Regions from separate parts of the Mus musculus genome. Here region 2 is linked to region 1. A link is a contact called in public HiChIP or PLAC-seq data. All regions are on one chromosome and are shown on one strand. The core of a region is the stretch at or near the end of the contact, and the rest is flanking DNA. Distances in the headings are between cores, read along the strand shown.

Region 1 (5,446 bases), core at 764-3,263:
GGAAGTTGCGAAATAAGAAGGAGCAAGTGTAGACAGACAAGGACTCCAACAGCGTGTGAAAGAGTAAACTTTACGCTAAGCCTACAAACACCACAAGTGGGAAAAGTCAGAAAGATCTGGGAGCTATTTTTAGCATATCAAAACCTCAAACAGGACCTCCACACTGACCCACCAAGCAATCACACAAGCTAAACTATCAACCAACTAGTCACACAAAACCATTTCACCTTCTGTACAATGGCTCAGTGTATTCAACTATACATACTTATTTACTTCAAAGGGAGAAAACAAATTAATCATCCATTGCTGTTTATCTGGGCCACAAAACACAAAATGAAACAAAAAATAATAATAGCTGAGATTCTTGAGAATAACAGGACTGGAACAGAGGGTTAAAGTAACAGCCAGAGGCATCACTTAGTAGCCCAAATATCAGACTTCAAACCCTAGTAACCAAGGATCATGTTATAGGAAAATACCGGAAGAAATCATAAGTGCTTGAGGATGGCGTAGGTGAGATAAAGCAGGCTGCTGATACTCTGTGATGACACTGTGACTAATAGGGAGCAGTGAGGTCATGGCAAACTCCATTGACATGTTCCAATCAAACATTTGAAGGCACTATTCTAGTAGCATTTAACCCACAGAACACCAGTGACCAGCCCAGAATGTATAGTCATTTTGTTAGCAGGGAACTTGTCTTCAGAGACTGCAGAGTGTCACCTAAACGTGTACACCCTTGCCTTCAAGGGCAGTGTCAACACAAAGAAGCAAGTCTCCTAGTCCCTGCTGAGGGTCATTCACTGAACAAACTCAGGACTCACACTGAGAAAGCTAGGCTAAGTAAAAGCAAGGCTGGGAAAAGATCAATGGCGTATGATCCCAGCCTCCTCCTCCTTGGAGTTATAGAGACAGAGCAGGACATCCAGACACGGCAGGACACCACAGGGCTTCTGGCCCTCATAACTGCAGAGGGACAAAGGTCAGCAAAGCCACTCTAGGGTACAGAGTACCTACTCTTTACATGGCTAACCTCTGTGTGCTGACACCTCTATGACGGGGTTTCTAGAGTTTGCTTTTTATATCTTCAAAGAAACACATTTCATAAAAAAAAAAAAAGAAAATAGACCTCTGATCATAACACTCTTAGAAAGTCTTAGCTTGAGAAAAATTTAAAAGCCCAGCTATAAATCTTGCAAAATGAGAATTTATAATAGGAGTGCAGAGAGATCTTTAATTATGCAGACTGTGGGCCTCGTGTAATAAAGCCCACGTATTTGCAGCTTATGTCATTGTGTATAGGGTGCCTCAGAAAGGCTCTGTGTGTGTCTGAATCAATGAGTTGAAGTTTTACACAAGGGAAGGAAGTGAAGAGAACACTGCTTGGAGAAGCAGGGATTTACCTCCTGGGGCTCCAGGCAGTGAATGATGGTTCTGACTCTTCCAGTTTGTATAAAAGGTTGAAGTTCATTCTGGCGCAGGGAAGCATTCCACAAGACCCGCTGCCTCTATGGGCAGGCGATTAATCTCATGATCGATAGACCATATGATTAGGCACTAATAGCTGATAGGAGGAGAGAATAAACAACCATAAATTTGCTTTGTACCCAGCAATCCAACTGTAAGCAGGGCCATTTAATGGCCACACTGGGTCATGTTACCTAAGGGCCCATATGGAATAAAAAATGGAAGACAAAAACATTTTAAAAGATCTTCAATTATCAAAGGTAGGGGTGGAGGCAGAGGCTCTATTAGTGCAGTGTTCTTTGGCATGAGATGCCCAAGGCTTCCACATTGGGAGTGAAGAGGGCAGATGCAGAAGGAGCAACAGCAAAGTCTGTTTGCTGAAACAATGCTTTATAAACAGCATCGCCAGCCACCCTGTGCACAGTGTAAGTGGTGCTGGGTGGTCCAGCTCATGCCCAGCAGCCACTGGAACCTGTGTCCATCACGGGCTGAGTGTGCTCTCTGCAGCAGGCAGAGCAGAGGCTGGACTGTGTAATTTCCTCTTTGCATGCAGATCACTGCTCTGTACTCCAGAGCTGTTTCTCAGCGAGCGTGTCATGAACTTCCAGTGTTGGGAATAGTTATGCGACATAAAAGCCGTGATGCAGGAGGCCATAAATCTCACTCTTTCTTCTTTCCCTTTCCCTGGCTTCTTCCCTTTCTAAGACTCTGACCTCCTCCATCAGGCCCTTGAAAGAAAGGCAATCAATCACCCCCTAGACTAAAATGAAAACCTGGGTCCTCTCTGCACACTGGACAGCTTTCCCCTTGTGTGATAAAAATGGGGAAACATCTCTAAGATGGCAAGTCCCCCTCCTATGTGTTCCTCTTTCCACTCCATGCAGAGCCTGGAAGCAAAAAGCCTTCAAGCTCTTGTTATCAATGACCATGAAACAGGAAAGGAAGACACTTTGTTAAGCCAAAAGGAATGTGCTAGAGAAAGTACCAGATAAAGACAAAGAAGAATTTGAAGCAGACTTGCACTGTTCTCGGGGCCCACAGCAAAGCACACCAACCTCTGTTCTTTGAAAACTATCTGGGAAACAACCCACCCCCACCCCTCTCACTACCTCTGAGTACCCCCCCCCAGCCCCCACATCATCCCTCCCTCCTCCCCCTTGCCAGCACAGCCTTTGTGACTTCCCAAGCCTTGAGGGACCAACTGTTTCCAGGGCTTCCCTCTGGGCTAATTGTTCAACACTGCCCATGACTCTGGAGCCCACAGGAGAAAAAAGGCACTTCAGATGCCCTAGGGAAGACTGGGGGAAATTTCTGTTGGAAATCCATTCCTTGTTTATTATCATCAACCACAAAGAAGCCTACTGTAATAAGCAGTTACTACAGCCAAGTGAGATGAGAATTCTAAAGTTTGCAGGCAAAATTCCTTCTCTGTTTACATTTATTCAAAATACTTCCACTCGGCATAATTTCGGAGTTGAAAGACATTTAGCCAGGTGTGCTGGCTCACAAAAAGATGCCACCAAAGGTCAAACATGAAGCATAGTCCAAGGTCCAGGCACTGCTTTGCTAACATTTCTTGGAGCAACAAGACCAGTTAGTACAAGGCCATTGCACTAACTGAACCCAAGCAGGGCCACTGTACTAACCCCCCACTGATCAGGAAGGATTCCACTGAACCTAAAGCAGCTGGATGGCCAAGAAAGCCCTTTGGTCTGCTGTGCTGGGCCCGAGGGAACAGGGGCAGAACTCAGGACAGAAAGGGACTTAGGAAATGAGAGGCTCAGGGAGCAGAGGCTGAGCCCTGGGAGCAGGCCAAGGCCCCATGTTCTATCACCCTGACCATGGCGTTCATGTTGCCTAGTGGCTTTCCAGTGACTGGTATCAACTTCTGGCCATCTCTGAAACACTCAGAAAGCAGAGCGCAGACTCTCAACTCCCTTTGTACCGTAGGTTAATTTCTCCCCAAGGGGAAAGAGAAATTTTCCTTTGAAGACGTATGGAGGAGTCTAAATCGAACCAGAGAAGCCCCTGACCTTCAGTGGTTGCCTAAAAGCTGCTGTACCCTATGACAGTATCACTGCAGCAATGATAAAATGATAACTAACATACACTCTACATCAGGTAGAGACTGGGCATATGTAAAATAATTTCTAACTGCCAAACCACCCTAAAAATTAATAGTACATTCCCACCCCCAACTATACATATTCGAAAGCTACAGAGGGGAAGGTAAGTAACCTCCCAGCATCAAATTGTCATCACCAGAAGACTGAAAACCTGGTCCAGCCTACTTCAAGAAAAGGATAACAGAGGTTCGGCTAGTTTTTGCTGTCTTCCATACCACCTTGTTGGTTTCGGAGTGAACCTGTTTGCTGCCTATGAATTTGGCTGGCTAGCCCTTCCTCTGCCTTATATTTTTCTAAGCATTTCCCATGGATAACAGAGCTTATACCAGTAAGAAGCCAGGTACCAGATGAATCTAGTTTTACCAAGTGCCAAGTGGAGACCGAGGTGAAGCACGTCCAGCCACAAAGGAAGAGAGCAGCAGTGAGACACTAGAGGTTGATTTGTGATTGTTAGAAGGCAAAAAGAGGAAGGAACCTCCTTTTTCATCCACAGAAACTATTTCCTGAGACCCTACCACATCTTCCTACTATATCCTACTATCTAGCCATACCTTCCTAAACTCAATTAGAAAGGGAACAGTGGGGCCTCCCTTTTATTTCTTGCCTAAGTAGGAAATGTAGGATAATGTACACGGAAGGAAGGTAACTTTCCCAGAGAGCTCCTTCACCTGAGATTCAGCTCAGTGTATTCTATACACAGAGGGAACCTGCAGCTGACTTTCTTTTCCAAGTTACTGGGAAACTGTGCTTTTTCCATTTCCAAATAAAAAGTGCACTACAATTATGAGATGCATATATAAATGATGAAGATAACCCACACTCTCCAAAAAGGTCTAGAAACATCAATTTTGTATCACAGTTAGTAACTTCCTGTAGCTTCCCAAAGTTCATACAGCAGGCCTTCAAGAAGACCCCCACCATAACACCCCCTGAACACTCTCCCACCAGGTGCTAAGTAAAAAAAAAAAAAAACAGTAGGAATTAACCACATCCAATATATTAGGAGAGTGTCCTTTGAAGCAGAAGAATAAAAATACAGAGGTTTTGAGGAGGGATCAAAAGATAAAAAGCAGTTTGTTGTGGTTAGACGGTAAAAGGTGGAGATGTGGATGAAGTTCCTGGGGATGCAGGTCCAGACATTGTAAGGGCTTGGCAACAGTGATCCCTCACTCATTTCATAAGGGTTTACAAGTGCCTAATGCACACCAGGACACCCAGTGTCTCAGGGTGCCTGCTACCGTCACTATCCCACGCCACCGAGGTGCAGCTGGTCATTCATTCAGTATGCAATGAAAACCGAAACGCACAAGAACTCCGTGTTGCTCTTGCTAATCAAGCAGCTGAAGCTCCTCACAGGCTCACGGGCACCGGTGCTTAATGAACATTAGTCAGCTTCCTCGGACGATGCTGGACGTCTGCCTACTTGTCAATATTAATTGCAACATACACAGACACAACCCTGGGTTCTCCCGTTTCACCAATTTTCAACCCTCGAACCAAGGCAGTGTCTTAATCCAACTGAAATTTCAGAACACAGATGTCAGTGTGGCTAGGACCATGAAAACTCACATAGTATTATTAAGAGCACAACTACTTAAAAGCCAAATGAAAATAACGTGTGTTCCCACAGCAGTTTAAACAAAATATCGAAGGCTCAAGGTGCATTTCCACAACAGGTGGTAAATTATTCTGGGAGCAGAAAAGCCAAAATTGATCATTTTACATTACTGATCAGAAAAGATTTCGAGTGCATGTCTAGGCATAGACACACGCAAAATATCTCCACACAAGAATTCTGTTCATAACAATACCCCTAAGTGTTTTCAGACCACAGAATATCTTCCTTGATGAAT
Region 2 (5,264 bases), core at 1,734-4,233, 270 kb before region 1:
TATCCAATGAAATTGCACTTCACTCAATTCAAAATTCGATTGTTTTGATTCCTGTCAGTTTCTGTCAAAACAGACCATCTTCCCCATTTCCATGTGAATTTTTGTGTCATTGTTGAAATTGTTGAAAAATGTTTTTTTTTAAATGTAAGTGCAGCATTTCAAAACTTAAGAACAAAAAAAACAAAAAAAAACAAAAAAAAAAAAAACAAAAAAACAAAAACCCAACCAAACTGATAGTAGTAGTCTTTGCCGTCTTTTTGGAAATTGCTCTGCAACAGGAGCGGATTCACTGTCCTTGCGGGTTGTGTTATGTATGTAACTGCTGACTGCTGAACCAAACCAAATTAAAAGAAAGATCAACTTAACTGCATTTTTTCCCTAATATGTTACAGAAAAAAAAAAACCAAAAAAACAACCCCCCCCCCAAAAAAAACCATTGCCCTTTGAGTGTCCTGTAAGTTACAGATCTCAGCGATTACAGAAGGTTTCATGCTCCAGGTGTCTCCAGATGCTCAGGGAGGGTCACACACCTGCACGGGCAAATTCAGGAAATACTGGGAAAAGGCCAGGCTCCCAAGTGTTACCACAGGAAGTTCACGAGCGAGGCTCATCCTTCACCAACCACTTCACCTACTGCTCACGCCACCACTGAAACACTTCAAATGTCACACAGCCCAACCATTTCCAGCACCATGAGAAATTACGACAGTCCCTAAAGTATTAAAAAAGAAAAAAAAAAAGAAAAAAAGAAAAAAAGAAAAAAAAAAGAATCCCAAAAAGTTATGGCCTTTGCTGTTTGACCACGATGTTTGCTGTTTCCATGTATAAGTTGATTCGAGTTGGTTTCGCTCCCCTTCCACTGACAGTGAAGTTGTAACTGCGCCGGGTTGAGGTTGCGTCCATGTTACAGAGTTGAGAAGGGGTCAGGTGGTCTGTCTGGAGGATGGTGGGATGCTGCAACTTTTATCCCAGGTACCAGGACTGGAAGACAAAAAGAAAAGTCTAATTAAAATGCAGGTGTAGTGCTGGGTGTAGTGGCTCGTGGGTAGCTCTTGGCTAGTATGAGCAAGGCCCACAGTGATCCAGTGCACAAAAACAAAAAGCATTCAATATTGTAAAACTATTTTGAAAGTTGCTCTTTTAACCATGGGATCAGAATTTACCTTGGGAGTTCATGTGGTCGAGGGATGACAGTAAATCCCAAGCCACTGAAATTTATCTTATTCCTCTGACATTAAAATTCATTGCCTTTGTGGGCTTTGCCAATGCTTTGCATATATCTTACCAGGTGCCGTCTTTCTGGTCACATGGCAGGTTTTGTAACCCTGTAGTGAGCCAATTAGAAGAGGGCAAGGAACCTGGCTATCTTATTAGTACCTAGCTTAATGCCTGGGAGGGCTCAAGAAAGACAAGCAAATTCGATGGAGTGGCTGAAGTGTGAGCTTGGGGCTGCAGCAAATAGCTATTTCCATGACTTTCTCAATATATTTCTCAGTGAGGTGTAGGTGCTAAGGACAGGTGCTAAATGTACAAACACAACATTCTGTAGGTGGCCCATGATAGCAGTTAAAACAGAAAGGTCTGGTGGAAAACTCACTGGTGACCTGGGAGGGGGTGGGGGGTGGGAAGTCAGACTGGCCTCTCCCCTTGCTCCTCATGATGGGTGCAAATCCTTTCTTCCCTCCCCTCCTCTCCCCTCCCCTCCCCTCCTCTCCCCTCTTCTCCCCTCCTCTCCCCTCCTCTCCCCTCCCCTCCCCTCTCCTCCCCTCCCCTCCTCTTTCTTTCTCTTTCTCTCTCTCTCTCTCTCTCTCTCTCTTTCTCTCTTTCTCTCTTTCTCTCTTTTTTTCTTTCCGAGACAGGGTTTCTCTGTATAGACCTGGCTGTCCTGGAACTCACTTCATAGACAAGGCTGGCCTTGAACTCAGAAATCCACCTGCCTCTGCCTCCCAAGTGCTGGGATTAAAGGCATTCGCCACCACTGCCCGGCCAGGTGCAAATCCTTTCAATGGCATATATTTAAAATTCTTTTCTTAGAAAAGATACATAATAAAATAAGATGGCACCTTATGAAGCACCATTGTGTTCATGGGGAAATGAAACCACTGTAGTTCTCGTTCATGTTTCTGTCTACTCAATGTGCCCTTGGAGCTTTCTGCCAGCTGTGGAGCCAGTCTTATGTCCCTTTCAGAAACATTCTTTGTCAACACAGAGAGTTCGCTTAACAAAATGAGCAACTATAGACCAATCTCAAAACTCAAGTGAGGCTAAAAATTGTATGACTTTTTTTTTTTTTTTTTGCCAACTTTCTTCTAAGTATTCTGAAGAATTCAGTATTTTCATCAGAAAACCTACCAGCTTCGAGGCTGTGAGTTCTGCATTGAAAACATCACCAGGGTTTGAGTCAGTCGGAACTGATTCCGGAGGTGAGGGCTAAAGCTCACTCTTGTCGGGGAGATTCAATTAGGGGAAAGTCGGGACTCCTTTGATCCCAGGGATAAATAGCTAAGTGATAGCTCCATGGAGGCATGGTGTAAAATTTCCTGGTCACACAAGGTACCTTTGATTTCCAAAGGCGCTTATAACAAAACAAAACAAAACAAAAACTCCTAGCTCAAACCACAAAACTACTCATCCTGTAGACTTTTACTCTCTGACCATGCGCTTCGGAGAACCCAATAAAGCTGCTTATATCTGGAAAAGAAATCACCCTGGCAAGTATGCATGGCCTAAATCTAAGTGGACAAAAGAAAGATCAGTAAGAAGGAAAGGGGAGGGAAGCAGACCGCAAACCGTGTCTGCGTTAAGTTTCTCCTGATCTCTGACGCAGATCCACTTTCCATATCTGCTCTTATACAGAACAGTCTCAAACTGAGTGGTAAGTGCTGTTCCCAATCTGTTTGCATGCTTTCTAAGGCAGTTGTGAAATTCTGGACTTCTTCAGTGTGGCAGTCCTGAAGCAAAGGCCTGGGACCTGGCGAGTCACCAGGGGGAGCAGTTTTCCGTCCCGTAGTTTCTGCATTCAGGACATTACAAAAATCAGCAGTGCCCTGTACATACTTCTGCTAAAAAGCAAAGCAAAGCAAAGCAAAGCAAAGCAAAGCAAAGCAAAGCAAAGCAAAGCAAAGCAAAGCAAAGCAAAGCAAAGCAAAGCAAAGCAAAGCAAAGCAAAGCAAAGCAAAGCAAAGCAAAGAAAAAAAAAGTTTCTTCACACATCTTACTATTCAGTGTGTGCCTCGCCCACAAGGTTACCCCAGAGCAGCTCTGTAACCCTTCACTGAAATAGGCTTTATTGATTGCTCTGGGCTATTGTTCTCTTTTCAAGTCCCCCAAGTTCAAGTTCATCCTGGTGTTACATCATGTCTGGTTGCTCTTAGCAACCAGACAGACCCAGACGTGACTATCATTAGCAAGAAACCCGCCACTCTCCTCCCACCAACCTTCCAGTGGCTCTGACGTAGCAGGCCCACTGCAAACACACTGAAGTATTTATTCTGCCTAATTTATGACCTACCCAGCAAGCTAGACCCCCGCTCCAAAAACCAACACTGTTGTATATTTAATTAATCTGTCTTTCTTTGGCATTTGAGAAAGTTAGACAAAGGACTAATTATTGTGTTTCGCTCTCCACACTTTTCTTTTGGGGGGTGAATATTTGCCTGGGAAAGAAAACGATGAGGCCCCGCATTGGCCCCTCCCCTTTTTCTTTCTGCCCTTTTGACATTTCATGAAATACTTTAGCTGCTTAAGGGAGTTAGAAAAAAAAAAAAAAAAGAAAGAAAGAAAGAAAAAAAAACCGCACTGTGAATGTTACTCCTTCTGAGTTGGTATTCAGTAACACAAATCAACTCACGACATGTTTAAATTTAAATGCTAACCACACGCTCTCAGAGTTACTTTAAAGGTTAGTTTTTAATCAATAGAAGTTGCTGACTCTGGGTTTTTGAGCTGCACACTGCAACTCCCGGGCTTTTGTCTAATGTTAAAGCTTGGGAACTTTTTTTTCCTTGAGATGATTTTAGCAATGATTTGCAGATACTGGGGCTATTGTGCTCCTACCAGCAACATGTCAATAGAGGAGCTGAGCTGCCCTGTGGTGGGCTGTCAATATGACTCCTAAGGCAGGGGTTGGGGGTCTTTAATAACCCGTGAAAAAACCTTAATTAACCCTTTCAGGTCCAAACCAAAACCTATTCTCCCACTTTTCACTCCTGTAATTTGACCATTAGTACTTATTTCAACATCTCACTAATCTTCATGACAATTAACCCAGCTACTTGACCAAGGGCTTCCAGAATGGGAAGTCAGTTAGGGGGAACCACACACGAACTTCTCTCTCTCTCTCTCTCTCTTTCTTTCTCTCTTTCTTTCTTTCTTTCTTTCTTTCTGTTTTTTTGAATGAGGTCTCTTAGTAAACGATCTGCAGAAATATAGTAGAGAAACAGTTGTAAGCAATAAGAAATTACTCCATTTTGCCAAGTTTTCTATCTGTCAGTTTGTAGTTGAAGACACTGGTGGTGACAGGTGTGACAACCGCCCACACAGAGGTGCTCCTGGATTTTCCTAAACTTCTGAGAACTGCCAATCGCCTCAGCCGGGTAAGGCAATAGGAGGAAAGGCTCCTTTGCTGTGGCATTTCCCTTTAATCTCGTTACTTGAAAACGCAGCAAGTCTGAGAGCACTCACTAAAGGAGGATTCGGCATCTTTCTTCTTGGGACAGGAGAACAGAGAGCGAGAGGGATCTGAGAAAATCTGGGAAATACTTGGATTGAATCAAGTCATTGGGAAGATACTGACACGAGAAGCAAAACTCATCTGTGGAGGGAGAGTCAGGAAATCATCCTCACGTCTGACATCTGCTTGGGTTTCATATGGCCTCTGCCTTCATACTTTATAGGCCCTTAATCTGCCCTACTGTATCCAGGCGACTACAAAGGAATCCCTGTCCCTTATCTGCCGAGAGTGGCAATATTACAGTACTGCATCAGAGGATGTTATCTTGATACATTTACATTGAGGCAGTAAACACTGGGCTTTGATCTATTGCCCCTCCCCCAGCAGGAACATTCAACCACAGTTGATTTGGTGGCCCATAAATCCACACTCCCTCAAAGGCTCTAGTTTCAAGAAATTAGCCAGTTACATTCTCAATGTCCACAGTTTGGGATGAACCAGGGGTGGGAGGGGGAACCCGTCCTCTTTCAGTGTTCAAGGTGAAACATCAAAAGAAATCTGCAGTCCGAGAGCTCAGCTTTCCTTCTAGCTG

What was found. HiChIP or PLAC-seq counts read pairs in DNA pulled down with a chosen protein or histone mark.
Region 2: a contact with region 1 is called in an H3K27ac HiChIP or PLAC-seq map of heart atrium, with 10 read pairs. The contact joins two enhancer-like sites. A contact is called at or near these places in 2 of 15 datasets of contacts at CTCF or cohesin (the NIH/3T3 cell line and pro-B cells), 6 of 484 Hi-C or Micro-C datasets (bone marrow-derived DN2 thymocytes, embryonic fibroblasts, hematopoietic stem cells and 2 more), 9 of 115 datasets of contacts at active chromatin or transcription factors (T-cell acute lymphoblastic leukemia, astrocytes, differentiating embryonic stem cells and 6 more) and 3 of 9 other capture datasets (embryonic stem cells, embryonic tail and embryonic trunk).

The regions. Positions count from the first base shown.
Region 1 is chr4:97,836,513-97,841,958 of GRCm38.p6, reverse strand. The region is part of intron 2 of Nfia (nuclear factor I/A); the gene reads right to left. It overlaps Gm19417 (a long non-coding RNA gene), which reads left to right. Exons shown (of 2, transcript XR_376437.4): 2 at 1-1,119. Among named protein-coding and RNA genes, the nearest start is that of Gm19417, 30 kb to the left of the region's middle. Within about 2 kb of position 2,013, at least 56 of the 459 cell types and tissues checked have an H3K27ac peak or open chromatin away from gene starts, as enhancers often do. A contact at or near this core is called in astrocytes and heart atrium, where this site is marked.
Region 2 is chr4:98,106,935-98,112,198 of GRCm38.p6, reverse strand. Nfia (nuclear factor I/A) reads right to left here. Exons shown (of 11, transcript NM_010905.3): 11 at 1-981. The coding sequence ends at 964. Among named protein-coding and RNA genes, the nearest start is that of Gm34784, 17 kb to the left of the region's middle. Within about 2 kb of position 2,983, at least 126 of the 459 cell types and tissues checked have an H3K27ac peak or open chromatin away from gene starts, as enhancers often do. A contact at or near this core is called in astrocytes and heart atrium, where this site is marked.